3 separate regions of the Zea mays genome follow, and regions 1 and 2 are each linked to region 3. A link is a contact called in public Hi-C data. All regions are on one chromosome and are shown on one strand. The core of a region is the stretch at or near the end of the contact, and the rest is flanking DNA. Distances in the headings are between cores, read along the strand shown.

The links. Hi-C and Micro-C count contacts between places; a contact is called where the count stands out from the background.
Region 1: a contact with region 3 is called in a Hi-C map of endosperm, with 4 times the contacts expected there. The contact joins the promoter of LOC100381966 here to the promoter of LOC606430 in region 3. A contact is called at or near these places in 8 of 25 Hi-C or Micro-C datasets (bundle sheath, ear, endosperm and 4 more).
Region 2: a contact with region 3 is called in a Hi-C map of endosperm, with 1.7 times the contacts expected there. The contact joins the promoter of LOC100216710 here to the promoter of LOC606430 in region 3. A contact is called at or near these places in 2 of 25 Hi-C or Micro-C datasets (endosperm and leaf).

What each region holds. Positions count from the first base shown.
Region 1 is chr7:13,965,357-13,969,420 of Zm-B73-REFERENCE-NAM-5.0, reverse strand. LOC100381966 reads right to left here and starts at 1,785. Exons shown (of 1, transcript NM_001174739.1): 1 at 359-1,785. The coding sequence starts at 1,780. The coding sequence ends at 1,403. LOC103632070 reads left to right here and starts at 3,004. Exons shown (of 1, transcript NM_001322878.1): 1 at 3,004-4,064. The coding sequence starts at 3,172.
Region 2 is chr7:14,775,233-14,779,767 of Zm-B73-REFERENCE-NAM-5.0, reverse strand. It overlaps LOC100216710, which reads right to left and starts at 3,251. Exons shown (of 21, transcript NM_001359483.1): 1 at 3,075-3,251; 2 at 2,347-2,466; 3 at 2,144-2,242; 4 at 1,884-2,021; 5 at 1,658-1,792; 6 at 1,390-1,569; 7 at 1,094-1,300; 8 at 883-1,002; 9 at 676-795; 10 at 458-580; 11 at 275-379; 12 at 47-191. The coding sequence starts at 3,128.
Region 3 is chr7:14,387,840-14,391,932 of Zm-B73-REFERENCE-NAM-5.0, reverse strand. LOC606430 (deoxy xylulose synthase 2) reads right to left here and starts at 1,460. Exons shown (of 3, transcript NM_001308497.1): 1 at 1,154-1,460; 2 at 1-793. The coding sequence starts at 1,246.

The DNA of each region.
Region 1 (4,064 bases), core at 536-3,035, 420 kb after region 3:
CAAGCGGCGTCCGCCCGATCCGCGTCCTCGCAGTCCACTGTCCACACCACCACACCTGCCGAGATGCCGATCCATGTCCATGTCCTCACGGGGCCGCAGCCGCACGTCGCGCTCCGCGGCCGGTGGCGAGGGGGTGTGGGGGGCGCTTTCACGCGCACGCGACGCCCGCGGCGGACGGGTCGCGGCCGCCAGTCAACAAAGGTCCGCACGCCGGCATCACTGTCTCTTCGGAAGAAAGAATGAAAGGGAGAAAGAAAGAAAGAACGTCGCGCGCGCTACTCGCCGGTCAGTCACCACGCGTCCACGCCGGAAGAAGTAGAACACAGTCAGGGCAGGCCTGTGCAGTGCTCCCATTCCACGAGTAGTCGTCGTGGCGCTGGCGCTGGAGCTGCACTCCCGAGTCAAGCTCTCGCGTGCCGCCGCAAGACTCGTCGGAATATCTACTCCGGCTGCTCACGTCACGCGTTTCTGACGGGCAGTCATCTTTAATTTTCTTGGGGACTCCAAGCCTCGGCCCTCGGCTCCTCTCGCTGTCTGAGATCCGCCAGCGAGGTCTCCGCGCTCCTCTCGTCGGCGCTCCTTCGCCACTCCTTGTGACGTGCGCGGTGCGCCGCGCTCCTCTCGTCGGCGCTGCCGGGTTCCATCCCATCGTGTCGTGCACCACGCTGGTAGCCAGCCAACGGCCGGTTCCCTTGCCTCTGTGTCCGTCGTGCTCCCTTCCCTCATCTCAAGATCCAAGTCCTCAATTAGGCTTTGTTCGTTTGTGTGGAATTGCATCCGAAATCATTTTATCTAATCAAAGTTTATATAAATTAGAAAAGTAATACGGTTAGGAATCGTTCTGACCCACCAATCCAACACAAACGAACATGCCCTTAGGACCCGTTCGGTTGTACCGGAATAAGACATAATTTATTTTAGCTCATCAAAATCTATGTAAATTAGAGAAGTAATCCGGCTAGGAATTAATCTGAGGCTCCAATCCCAAACAATCGAAAGGACCCTGTTCCGGCCCGGATTGCTTCTCTAAGAGCAACTCCAAGAGATGCCGCATATCAATCTGAATAGTGTTTTTCGCGTCGAAACTCCGAATTCTTCGCCTCCAACAGACTGTTGTTCCTTTCCCCATTTTTTCGGCTTCCCGTAAAGGAGACGATGGATCCCGCATATATGCGCAAGCCAAACTATCCCAAATCCTCCAGAGCACGCTCAATTCAGTAGCTTTCCGCGACTTTTTCCCAGCTGCGCGTGCAGTTTTGTTCGACGAAAGGCGGGCGGCGGCGGGAGAGACACCATCGTCGTTGGAGGAATGCATTCTTCACAGGCGCGGCGTTGGTGACTTCTTCAAGGGCGGGTGCGGTGCGACCTGTAGGTCGTCACCGGCGCGGCGTTGGCGGCTTCTTCAAGACCAGATGCGGCGCAGCGTGTAGGTCGTCATCAACGCGGCGTTGGTGGCTACTTGAAGGGCGGCGGCTTCAAGGTTGTCGACACAGGCGGATTCAAGGGCGGATGTCCACGCATGGTATCGTCCTTCGTTTGTGGGTCGGTGGGGGTGGAATCCATGTAGGATATAGCAAACGGCGCCGCCGAGTGAAGCTGCTTCTATGTAGCGGAATATTTGCATCTCTGGCATTATCTTTTTCGAGTGGACTGGCATGCTGGATTTAGCTGGAGCTTTCACTGAATATGAAATTGTATAGTACATGAGACCAGATGGAACAATGTCTCTCAAATTAAGAGATAAAGTCGTGAAGGATTTTAACACTGACCTAGAGGTCATATGTTATGTTTGTTTTTTCATGCTTTTGTTTATTTTGCAGTTTCCAGAATACTAGGCAGAAGTTTTTTCTTCTTCTTCAGGTTAGAGTTATGATTATGTCACCGAAAGCTGGTAACCTTGGTCACAAAATGGCTGCTGCTTGCCATGTAATTTTCCTTAATCTCTGGTGGCACCCTTATGCTGAGGACCCGTCAATTGATTGGGCACACAGGATTGGGCAGACTAGGCCTGTTACTGAATCTCGCTTGACTGTTAAATATATATTGTGGAAGATCGTATTTTGGCTCTGCATGTAATAATTCTGGTTAAAGTTTTGCTGATGGCACATATTTTTTCCATGTTTATAGTATTTTTTTCAAAATGACTACAATTATTAGTTGGTTTATAAATGTAGTGCAATGAACTGATAACGATGTAGTGCATATGTTTAATTTTTTGTTTCTTTTTATACTTCATTTTCACGCTTCAGCAATTTGTGATGAGGTGAACTTGTTCTTGCTGTGAGTCTTTTTGTTTAGTGAAATAGACTGAATGTCAGCTTGTGGTCAAAGTCTGTTTTGTTTCTGTTTATACTGTTTGTTCTGTGAAATAAACATTTCCCTTGTGAACCGGTAATTTGGCATTGTGTTATGTTGATATTAAGTTGTATCTCATAACTGACAACGATATATATCACTCTTTGAATATGTCACTGTGTGGTTCATGTTTTAATTGGAGGGTTGCCAGCTTCTCTAGCTGATCTACAAAACCAAAAGAGTGAACAGAGACGTCACTTGTGCTCCATTGTCAATTCCAGCAAGTGTTTTAGGTTGCAGTGAACAGAAACACATGTTGTTGCATTGTGGTTGTGGAACTACATTGTGGTTCATGCTTGAATTGGAGGTTACAGTATGCCTGTCCGATGCCTGCTGCTGCAGGAGGCACCGGAACGAAAAACACGGTTGGTTTGTTGTGGCCCACTTAATTTGTTTAAAAAATATTAGCGATCACTTTATAGCAGTCTGCTGTGGGTAAAGACTTTTTTGGGGGAAATTATATTAACAACAGCCCCTAATAAGTGATTTTGGGGAAGAATTTTTTAGTGCTCTTTTGGAGTTGCTCTAATTTATATAAGTTTTGATCAACAGGAATAATTCTTGACGCAATCCTACGGAAACGAACAGGCCCTTAGTCAGTTCGAACTCGCCCTAACCTCCAACTCCAATTAAGACAAGTGTGAAAGGGACGTAACAGAGCACGCCTCAGCCCGTCACCCTCACCCATCCACACTCCTTTCTCCCTCAATCAGCTCCTTAAATTCACACACACCCAACAGACACCAACCAGCGCCCATCAGTCACCCGCGCCGGACATCCCTCGCGCTAGCTGCCAGTCGTCGTCGCCACGCCACCATGGTGTTCGCCGCGAGCGGCGGCAGCTCGCCGGCGACGGCGGCGCCGGGGAGCGCTCTGGGCGTGATCCTGACGCGCGGGTTCGCCCGGCAGGTGCTGGTGGGGCGGTGGTTCACGGTGTTGGCGAGCCTGCTGATCATGGCGTCGTCCGGCGCGACGTACGTCTTCGGGAGCTACTCGGGCGCGCTCAAGTCGTCGCTCGGGTACGACCAGCGCACGCTCAACACGGTGTCCTTCTTCAAGGACCTCGGCGCGAACCTGGGCGTCCTCCCGGGGCTGCTCAACGAGGTGACGCCGCCGTGGGTGGTGCTGGCCACGGGCGCCGGCATGAACCTGTTCGGCTACCTCATGGTGTACCTGGCCGTGTCGGGGCGCACCGCGCGCCCGCCGCCGTGGGCCGTGTGCGCCTACTTCTTCGTGGGCGCCAACTCGCAGGCGTTCGCCAACACGGGCGCGCTCGTCACGTGCGTCAACAACTTCCCCGAGACCCGCGGCGTGGTGCTCGGCATCCTCAAGGGATTCGTCGGCCTCAGCGGCGCCGTGTACGCGCAGCTGTACCAGGCGCTGTACGGCGGCGAGGACGCCGAGTCGCTCATCCTGCTCGTCGCCTGGCTCCCCGCGGCCGTGTCCGTCGCGTTCGTCCACACCATCCGCTACATGCCGTACCCGCGGCGGCGGCGCAGCGGCGGCGGCGGTGGGCAGGAGACGAGCTCCGACCCCTTCTTCTGCTTCCTCTACCTGTCCATCGCGCTGGCGTGCTTCCTCCTCGTCATGATCGTGGTGCAGGGGCAGGTGCCCTTCTCCCGCGCCGCGTACGGGGTCGCCGCCGCGCCGCTGCTCATCCTCCTCCTCATGCCCCTCGGCGTCGTCGTCAAGCAGGAGTACAAGATCTA
Region 2 (4,535 bases), core at 2,002-4,501, 390 kb before region 3:
ATTTAGAGCAATCAACAAAAGGTGGACAGTGATAAATATGGCAAACCTGTAATCATCTTGACATTGACACCAAGATTGAGTGCCCTTCTGATAGTTTCTGCACTATCATGGCGCGGGGGGTCAAAAAGAGGCAAGAGCCCAATGAACTGCCATGGTCCTCCAGGACTCTCTTTCCTACCATCTGGCACTTCCTGTACATGAATTTTTGTCAGTCAAGTACAATAGACATCTAGTCAAAGAGTGTAGCAATAGTGCACGTCAAAGGGTCATAAACCTGGTAAGCCACACCAAGTGCTCGCAGACCACGCTCAGCAAATTTGTCGATCACAGCTCTGACCCTTCTTTCAATATCCGACTTGTTGTGGGCAAGATGAAGGATCTGTTTAACTTCCACAGTTAATAACAGAACGATTGTCACAAATCTAGAGTTCCCAATATGTTTTAAGGAAAATAGTACCTGCTCTGGTGCTCCCTTGCTAACACGATGCATTCTCCCCTCTCCATCAAGGTAGGTTAAAGCAGTTCTTTTATCAGTTGGGTTAAATGGAAGAAAATGGATCTCTTGAACACCAGCACGAGCCTTTTCTCAAACAATCAGAAGAAAGAGAAATAGTTAGAATAAAAGTAAAATTAGCTGCAGCCTACACACCACCAACTCCTGACAAATCTGAGTACCTCCTTTGGATCAGCCAGCATACCAACTATTGTGGCATCTATGGCATCCTGATTTTCTGTGCGAGAAGCTCTAGCAGCCATCAAAATTACTGTATCTTGGTCAACACCTCTTTGGAAAACCTGATACAGTTAACAAGCAGTTTACAATGGCTGCAATGATCCATACGAAGAAAAGCTATTGAACTTCTACTAGTAACAACAGCCTACCTCAACAAGACTCTTGTCCACAGTCAACTTGTTTAAGGTTAATGTCCCAGTCTTGTCACTACAAAGAACATCCATGCCAGCCATTTCTTCAATTGCTGTCATTCTCTTAGTGATTGCTCCCTAAACAAGCATGCAGAACTTCAGTATCCAGTTCCTTTATTAGATCACATGAGAAACAAAGATCATTTTCCCCCATTGTACATGTGCATACCTGTTGAGCCAAGCGATGAGCCCCTATTGCCATGGTCACAGAAAGGACAGTGGGCATGGCGATTGGAATTCCTCCAATCAGAAGCACCAATAGATTGTCGATTCCGGGTCGGTAAGCCCTGTGTTGGATAGCGTACATGACGACAAGCTCCACGAGCATTCCCACAGCAATTGAACAGATGCAAAAGTTCCCTATGGCAGTGAGAACCTGTATAGTGAAACAACAAATGTTCGTCACGTCAAAAAATTACAATGACCAAATTGAGCAAGTTCTGAAAAGCAGGATTAGAAGCTTGCCTTCTGAAAATGACCAACTTGGTTTGTTGAATCGACAAGATGTGCGGCCTTGCCAAAGAATGTGTGCACACCAGTGGCAATGACAACGGCCTCAATCTCACCCTGTTTGCAAGTGGAGCCAGAATACACTCCATCACCAGGGCCTTTGGTGACTGGAAGGGATTCGCCGGTGAGTGCAGACTGCGAGCAACTCAGAAGTCAGGAGAAGCACAATTTAATATCAACCCAAAAAAATCCACATAGAGAGGAACGCTTCAATTTGCATTACCTGATCGATTTTCAGTGGATCCCCTTCAAGCAGACGAGCATCAGCTGGAATGATGTCCCCAAGCTTCACACTGATGATGTCTCCTGGCACAAGGATAGCCGATTCCTCCTCGGTCCACCGGCCATTTCTGAGAACCTTTATCACGGCAAAACCGAAATCAGTATATAGCCTCCAGGCAAACAACACAACTTCGCAACCACACAGCAAAACAGGATCCTGTCAGTACCTTGGCCTTGGGGGCGAGGCGTGCCATGAGAGCAGCAGCGGCATTGCCCGCATTGTTCTCCTCAATGAAGCTGATTGTGGAGTTGATAATGAGCAGAGTGATGATCCCCACGAAGTCCTGCCAGTCGGGCGGCTTGTTCTGAAGACAAAAATCAGCAGAAACAAACATGAAAACCTCTGACGCCAGTCTCCAGAACGCCCGCTCTGAGGGCTGAAGGCCATGTCCACACGGTGTGGAAAAAAAGAAGCGGCAGAACTTACTCCCCCATTCGCGAGCGCGATGGCCATGATGGCGGCCGCCTCCATGACCCAGGACAGCGGGTTCCACATGAAGCCCAAGAACTTGAGGAACTTGCTCTCCTGCAGACACATAGACACACGCACACATCCATCATGTAAGCTTGGTGCGAGACGGAGCACCAGGAACAGAAACGCATGGAAGCCAAGGCGGCGGGTCCCTTCACCTGCTTCTCCTCCAGCTTGTTGGGCCCGAAGATGGCGAGGCGCTGCTCCGCCTGCTCCGTGGTGAGACCCTGCGGGCTGCATCGGAGGTTCTCGAACACCTCCTCGATCGGTATGTTCTCCTGCGCAGGCGCAAAACAGCACCGCAGCAAAGTGGTGAAGCAACAGACAAGAACCACCCGAGTTTAGTGTTATCGGGAGACCCGCGTAAAAGAAGATCAAGAATTGGTGCGTTGAAGCGGCGGAAAACCACACGCACACAAAACAAAAGGCAGACATGACGGTAAAAAGAAAGAAAGAAAGAAAGAAAGAGACCACAAAAGTAACAGCCGAGCAACTGGGAAGAAGAACCTGGGTCGAACGTAACCGCACTACCGCAGCGAGATCAAGCGCCGAAACGCCTCGTGGACGGGGGGGCAACCGGGAGCGAATCGCGGCCGCCGAGTAGATCACGGAGCCCCGCCGAGATCGAGCGGGGAGCACGAACGGGAAGAGAAGCCAGTAGTACTAGTTCACCGCCAGCGCCAGGCACCCAAAAAGAAAAACTCCATCCATCCGCACTCCGCAAGCGAAAACGAAATCCGCGAAACGAGGGATGCAAGAACGGAGCAGGGAGCACCTAGCAGAGCAGCAGCGGGCGGCGGCACTGAGCCCGAGAAGCAACCGCGAGAGCAGAAGAAGGCAAAACGGGGAAGGAGGAAGGGAGGAGGGATCAGAGAGTGGCGCGTACGAGATCGACGGCCTCCTTGAGCACGGCGTCTAGGTTGGACGCCTTGTCCTCCATCCTTTCCCCTCTGCTCGGCGTCCCGGAGCCCGGAGCTTCGTCTTCTCAGTGCCGCGGGCAGGCGGGCGGCCGGGCCGGCAGGCGGGGCAGGCTGGCGACTGTCGCACAAGGCACACCACAGTCCACGAGCGCACGCGGCGGCACGGTCCTATATAGCAGCGCAGCGGAGGGACGGCGAGCGAATCAGTGGGGGATCTCTGCAGACTGCAGGCGGTGGTGGGCACTGCTGTGGAGACCGGGCTGGACAGGAGGTGGGTAGTGGGGCCCGGATCCGGTGTGAGCGCCAGCCGAGTGGCAGCCGCTGTGGCCGTCTGCGTGTCTCCCTCCCTCGATGGACGGACGATGCACGCACCCTAGTACTAGAAGCGGTGCGGAGACTGCGGGTCATCAATGCAGGAGACGAGAGGGGTGGTCAGTGGTGGATGCATAGGTCGCGGGTCGCCAGAGCAGAGAGGGTTCTTGATAAAAAAAAAGTTACTTTTTTCGGATGGAAATCCAAACGCCTCCTTTATTGCTACTGATTACATTTAGGCTAAATATACTTAGGTCTTGTTCGGTTCTTTTAGGACCTATTTGAAACCACCCGGTTTTTAAAAAATTAGTTTATAAAAATTGATGTAGTCCTAAACATACTAATTTATGGTTTAGTTTATATAAATTGAATTCATTGTTCATTAAAACCGAAAAGCTAGTCTCTCCTACCTAAAAAATAAAAATTGATTTCTTAAAAAGTTTGGTTTCGGTTACTAAAGTTGACTAAAAATCATTAATTGGTGCGAATAATGACTGCATTACCTCTATTAGTTAGTGGATGTATGCTGCACTAAGAAATAGTAGAGCGCAAATGAGGTAAAAATCCTACTTTAGTCCCTTTTAGTCACTTCTTGTTGACTAAAGAATTTAAGTTTAGTCACCGAACTTTAGTCACCATGTTTGCTTCTTTAGGGACTAAAAGTGACTAAAGTTAATAAACTTTAGTCACCCAAACCAAACAGGCTTTATTAAAAATTTCATAACATACTTTCTTACACCGTAACATAAAAATATAAAACTAAAGCGACATAATAAGTAAAATTTTACTCCCTATTTTATAGTGTAACTAAATAGTCATACATAAATTAGTAAAATATTTGGTTTTACACGGTTTTCAAGACCTTCAAAACATATTGACATATGGTCTTCAAAATATATTGACATATGGTTTTCATCCTTGTAAAATCCATTTCTCCTAAATGCTTTGTGATGTTATTTAAAGTTGTGATGTGACATATTGTCTGCGTTTCGACCCCGGGGGGTCCTTGACCGACGAGTAAATTGTCGCTACGTGTCCCAGCCCAGATGGGTCGGCGCGAGACGGAGCACGAAGGGAGGCAAAAGAGAAGAGACAGGCAAAAGGGGAAACCTGCG
Region 3 (4,093 bases), core at 211-2,710:
ACTTGGCCGCCTCGCGGAGGCGCCGGAACTTGGTGCTGGACTGGAGCTTAGTCAGCGCCCGGCTCAGCGCGCCCACGGGCTTGGACGGCCCGTCCAGCGTGGCCGTCGGGAGCGACACCTGCTTGTTGTCGTTCAGCACCACGATCATGTTGGCGTCCAGGTAGCCCGAGTTGTTCATGGCCTCGTAGGCCTGGCCGGCCGTCATGGCGCCGTCGCCGATGACGGAGATCACGTGGTTCTTGCGCCCCAGGAGGTCCCGCGCCACGGCCATGCCCAGCGCCGCCGAGATGCTGGTGGAGCTGTGGCCGACCCCGAACGCGTCGTGCGCGCTCTCGTCGCGCTTGGGGAACCCCGCCAGCCCGGAGGTCTGGCGGATGGTGTGCATCCGCGACCGCCGCCCCGTCAGGATCTTGTGCGGGTACGCCTGGTGGCCCACGTCCCAGATGATCTTGTCCTCCGGGGTGTCGAACACGTGGTGCAGCGCCACCGACAGCTCCACAACGCCCAGGCTGGAGCTCAGGTGCCCGCCGGTCTTGGACACGGTGTGCACGACCTCCGCGCGGAGCTCCGCCGCCAGCTGCTCCAGCTCCAAGATCGACAGGTTCTTCATGTGGAGCGGGTAGTTCACGGTGTCCAGCAGCGGCGTCGGCGGCTTCTCGCCGGAGAAGTCGATCTTCCACGGTCCCGACGACGTGGCCGCCGCCGCCGGCTCCTTGGAAACCATCATCTTCCCACCATCGGCTCCGATGCTGCTACTGCTGCTGCCGCCGGCTACCTGAGCGCGCACCTGGAACTGCAGACACACGAGTCCAAAACCATGCCCCGTACATGCATGAGCACCGGCACCACATGATGCAGCAATGCAAAAAGGTTCGATTTTTAGGAAAAAAATTTGTTGCAGCCCGGCTGCAAACCAGGCTGTTTGCAGCCCCTCACAAAAAGGTGGATAGGCCCCACCTGCAGGTCCACCAGATAACGTTTTAGTTGTATTATTTATCTGCGGGTGGGACCTATCCTCCTTTTTGTGAGGGGCTGCAAACAGCCTGGTTTGCAGCCGGACTGCAACAAATTTTTTTCCGATTTTTAAGCGCAAGAAACAAACGGAGGAGCAACGTTCCCCAAGGCCGCGTCACGGGCCTGTAAGTGGCCGTACCTGACGCCGGCAGGAAGCGTTGGCGGTGGCCGGGACCGCACGGAACGCGGAAGGCGACGACGACGATGCCTGGAGCGCCATTATTGGAGACATGCGCGCAGCGAGTTCCTCTAGTTTAGCTAGCGTGCAAGATGCCGCTTGGTACAGCTAAGCTGTGTATTAATATGAACTGCGTGCTCCAGTAGCTGGAACTGAAGCTCGAGTAAGTAGCTCGACGGCGATGCCGCGCGCGCGCTGGGGCGAGGAGAGATGGAGGAGAGGAGGAGGATGAAGGCAAGGCGGGGCGTGAAGGAGAAGTGGAGGCGGAGGCGGGTTTATATAGGCACGACGCGCTAGAACGAAGTGGATCAAGAGAAAAGAGAAGTACACGTGGTGGGAACGAGAAGGGAAGGCGAGAAAATGAGGAGAGCTCAGTTTGGGGACGCTGCGATGCTTCTCGCGCGATTAATCGCCAATTGCGTCCAAGCATCGTAGGAGGGCCCTCCCTGTACAAAACATTAATACCCACTCGGTTCGAAATATATTTCTTTCTAAACTACTTTTTTTTCTGTCTATATTCATTTAGATAATAATAAACATTTAGATAATAATAAACATAGATATACATATAACACATACATATAAAATATGTTCATAGGTTAATTAATAAATATATATTTAATCTAAAATCAATTATATTTTAGAAGGGAGAGATTAGTATGTATACGTGTACATATAATATAACAACGAATAAATGTTATATCGGATACATAATATTTATTTAAAAATCATTTTTCTTTTAGTGTTTCTAAAATAATATTTTAATGATGTTTTTATTCAATCTTCTCGAATATTTTATTGTCACCTAGTTAGTTACCCGCATTCCTACTATTTCTATATATCATATAGGTAGACTTTGCTTACATGAGATATTTATTCAAACAAGATTATATTTTTATATTTACAATATCTCTCCTTAAACCTTAGTATATCACAAACAGCCACACGTTGCAATGGTGGAAGATCGGTGCTTCCTTCTGGGGGTGTTGGAGTTTAAATCCCCCTTGCCCCTCATTTTTTACGGTTGCATTAAGAAAATAATTATATTGTGTTAGAAAAATTAGAATGTAAATAGGGCACATTTTCTTGTAGGAAAAAAATCTTAGAGGAAACTCAACTCCACGCATAGGTCACTTGTATCAATTCAGATGTCCATCTAATCATGGTGCTTTAGAAAATTTAGAATGTAAATAGGGCACATTTTCTTGTAGAAAAATTCTTGGAGGAAACACAATTCCAAGAATAGGTCACTTGTATCAAATCAGATTGTTTGTCTCTTTTAAGTGCTACATTTTAAGTGCTACCGTAAGATGGTGACAACAAGATCTAAAGTTTTTTTATCGAATGACTCCAATGCACCAGAGGTAAAAAAGGAAATCAAATATTTTTTTCGATAATCTTAATATTGTTTACATCTTCTTATAAGCAAAGAAATAGATTGATTAACAAGAAGAATAGATCGATTTCAATGTTCTCACGATTCTAGGCCACATTAGCCATTTTTTTATAAAAAATAATATTTATATTTGTAATATATATGAATTGCTATAAATTTTGAGGATCTAGGATTTTGGAGCCTTGGGCGGCCCATGGGACGTCCCTACTAAGCAGCACTACAAATGGTCACTATCGAATTAATGGGCTTTAGATCTTAGTTCAGGCTATCTCCAACGGATCATACGAAAGGCCTGTAAATTATGAAGATAGGGTGAAACATTGGGATCTAAAGATGGATGTACTATTTCAGAGTCATAAGATGAAACATTACTATAAATTCTTGAAGGATGAAAAGGCACCTAACTTTTAGAAGTTTCACAAGTATAGATGGCATTGGAACACATTCTTGTAGCATAAGCAATCGAAAGAGAGGTACTATCTTTCTACAAAGAATAAAGATAATACATTAAAAAGAATACTTTCGTAGGGTTGATCCCACTGATTACAAAAGGGCATTGAAAAGGGGACCAAGATGGAAGATGATCTTGAGCGAAGAAGTGTCACCTCAACGATACACAATTGAAAGGAAAGCACAAAGATTTTGTATTATGCCCAGGGGAAGCATCTTAAAAGACCAAAGCTTATCTTTCAATGAAAGAATCAAATAACCTGTTGAAAGACATGAGATTTCCATTGACAAATCTTTCAATGAAAGTTGTAATTAATAACAACTTAGGAGTATTATATAACAAGGTTGTATTCAAAGACGAAGAGTTTCACTATGATGGACGAAGTTTCAATAAAAAAAATCTTAAGTTAGATAAATAAGAATATGTGACATATAATGACATACATAGTTCACTAATGAAAACCATGATGCATTGTATTCCAGGTCGGAGGAAGTAGGAGCACAGGGGTACCTAAGAGAGAGAGAGAGAGAGAGAGAGTAAAAAGCTACTGTTGCTTGCAATGTGAGGAATTTGGATCCTGCTAGAGACTTGTGCACCAAACGGAAGAAGAGAATAACTTTTGTACCCTATTTGGATGTAGATATTGGAGCACAGAATTAAGAATTGAAAATCAGCTTTTCTAAATTATGTTGTTTGGTTGCACGTGGAATTGAGATATGAAATCAGAGTCCCAGTTTCCTGTAATTGGACTATAACTAGAAACCCCTCTCCTAATACAAAGCACCGCCCATTGGTATTGCGTGGAATTAGACTGCACAATTCTAAACTCTAATTCAGTGACATCTAAACAATAGAATTAGAATTACATTTCATTTCAATATCATGCCTCATTTGGCATTCAACCCAATTCAATTCCATCATCTCCAATATCGACATCGAAACAGGGCATTATTGTGGTTCTTTATAAAATTTCGGTCAAATTTAAGATGTATTGACTCTCTAAAAACAGTTAGAATATAACTACTCTGTGCACTTCCAAGTTTCAACTTCAGGT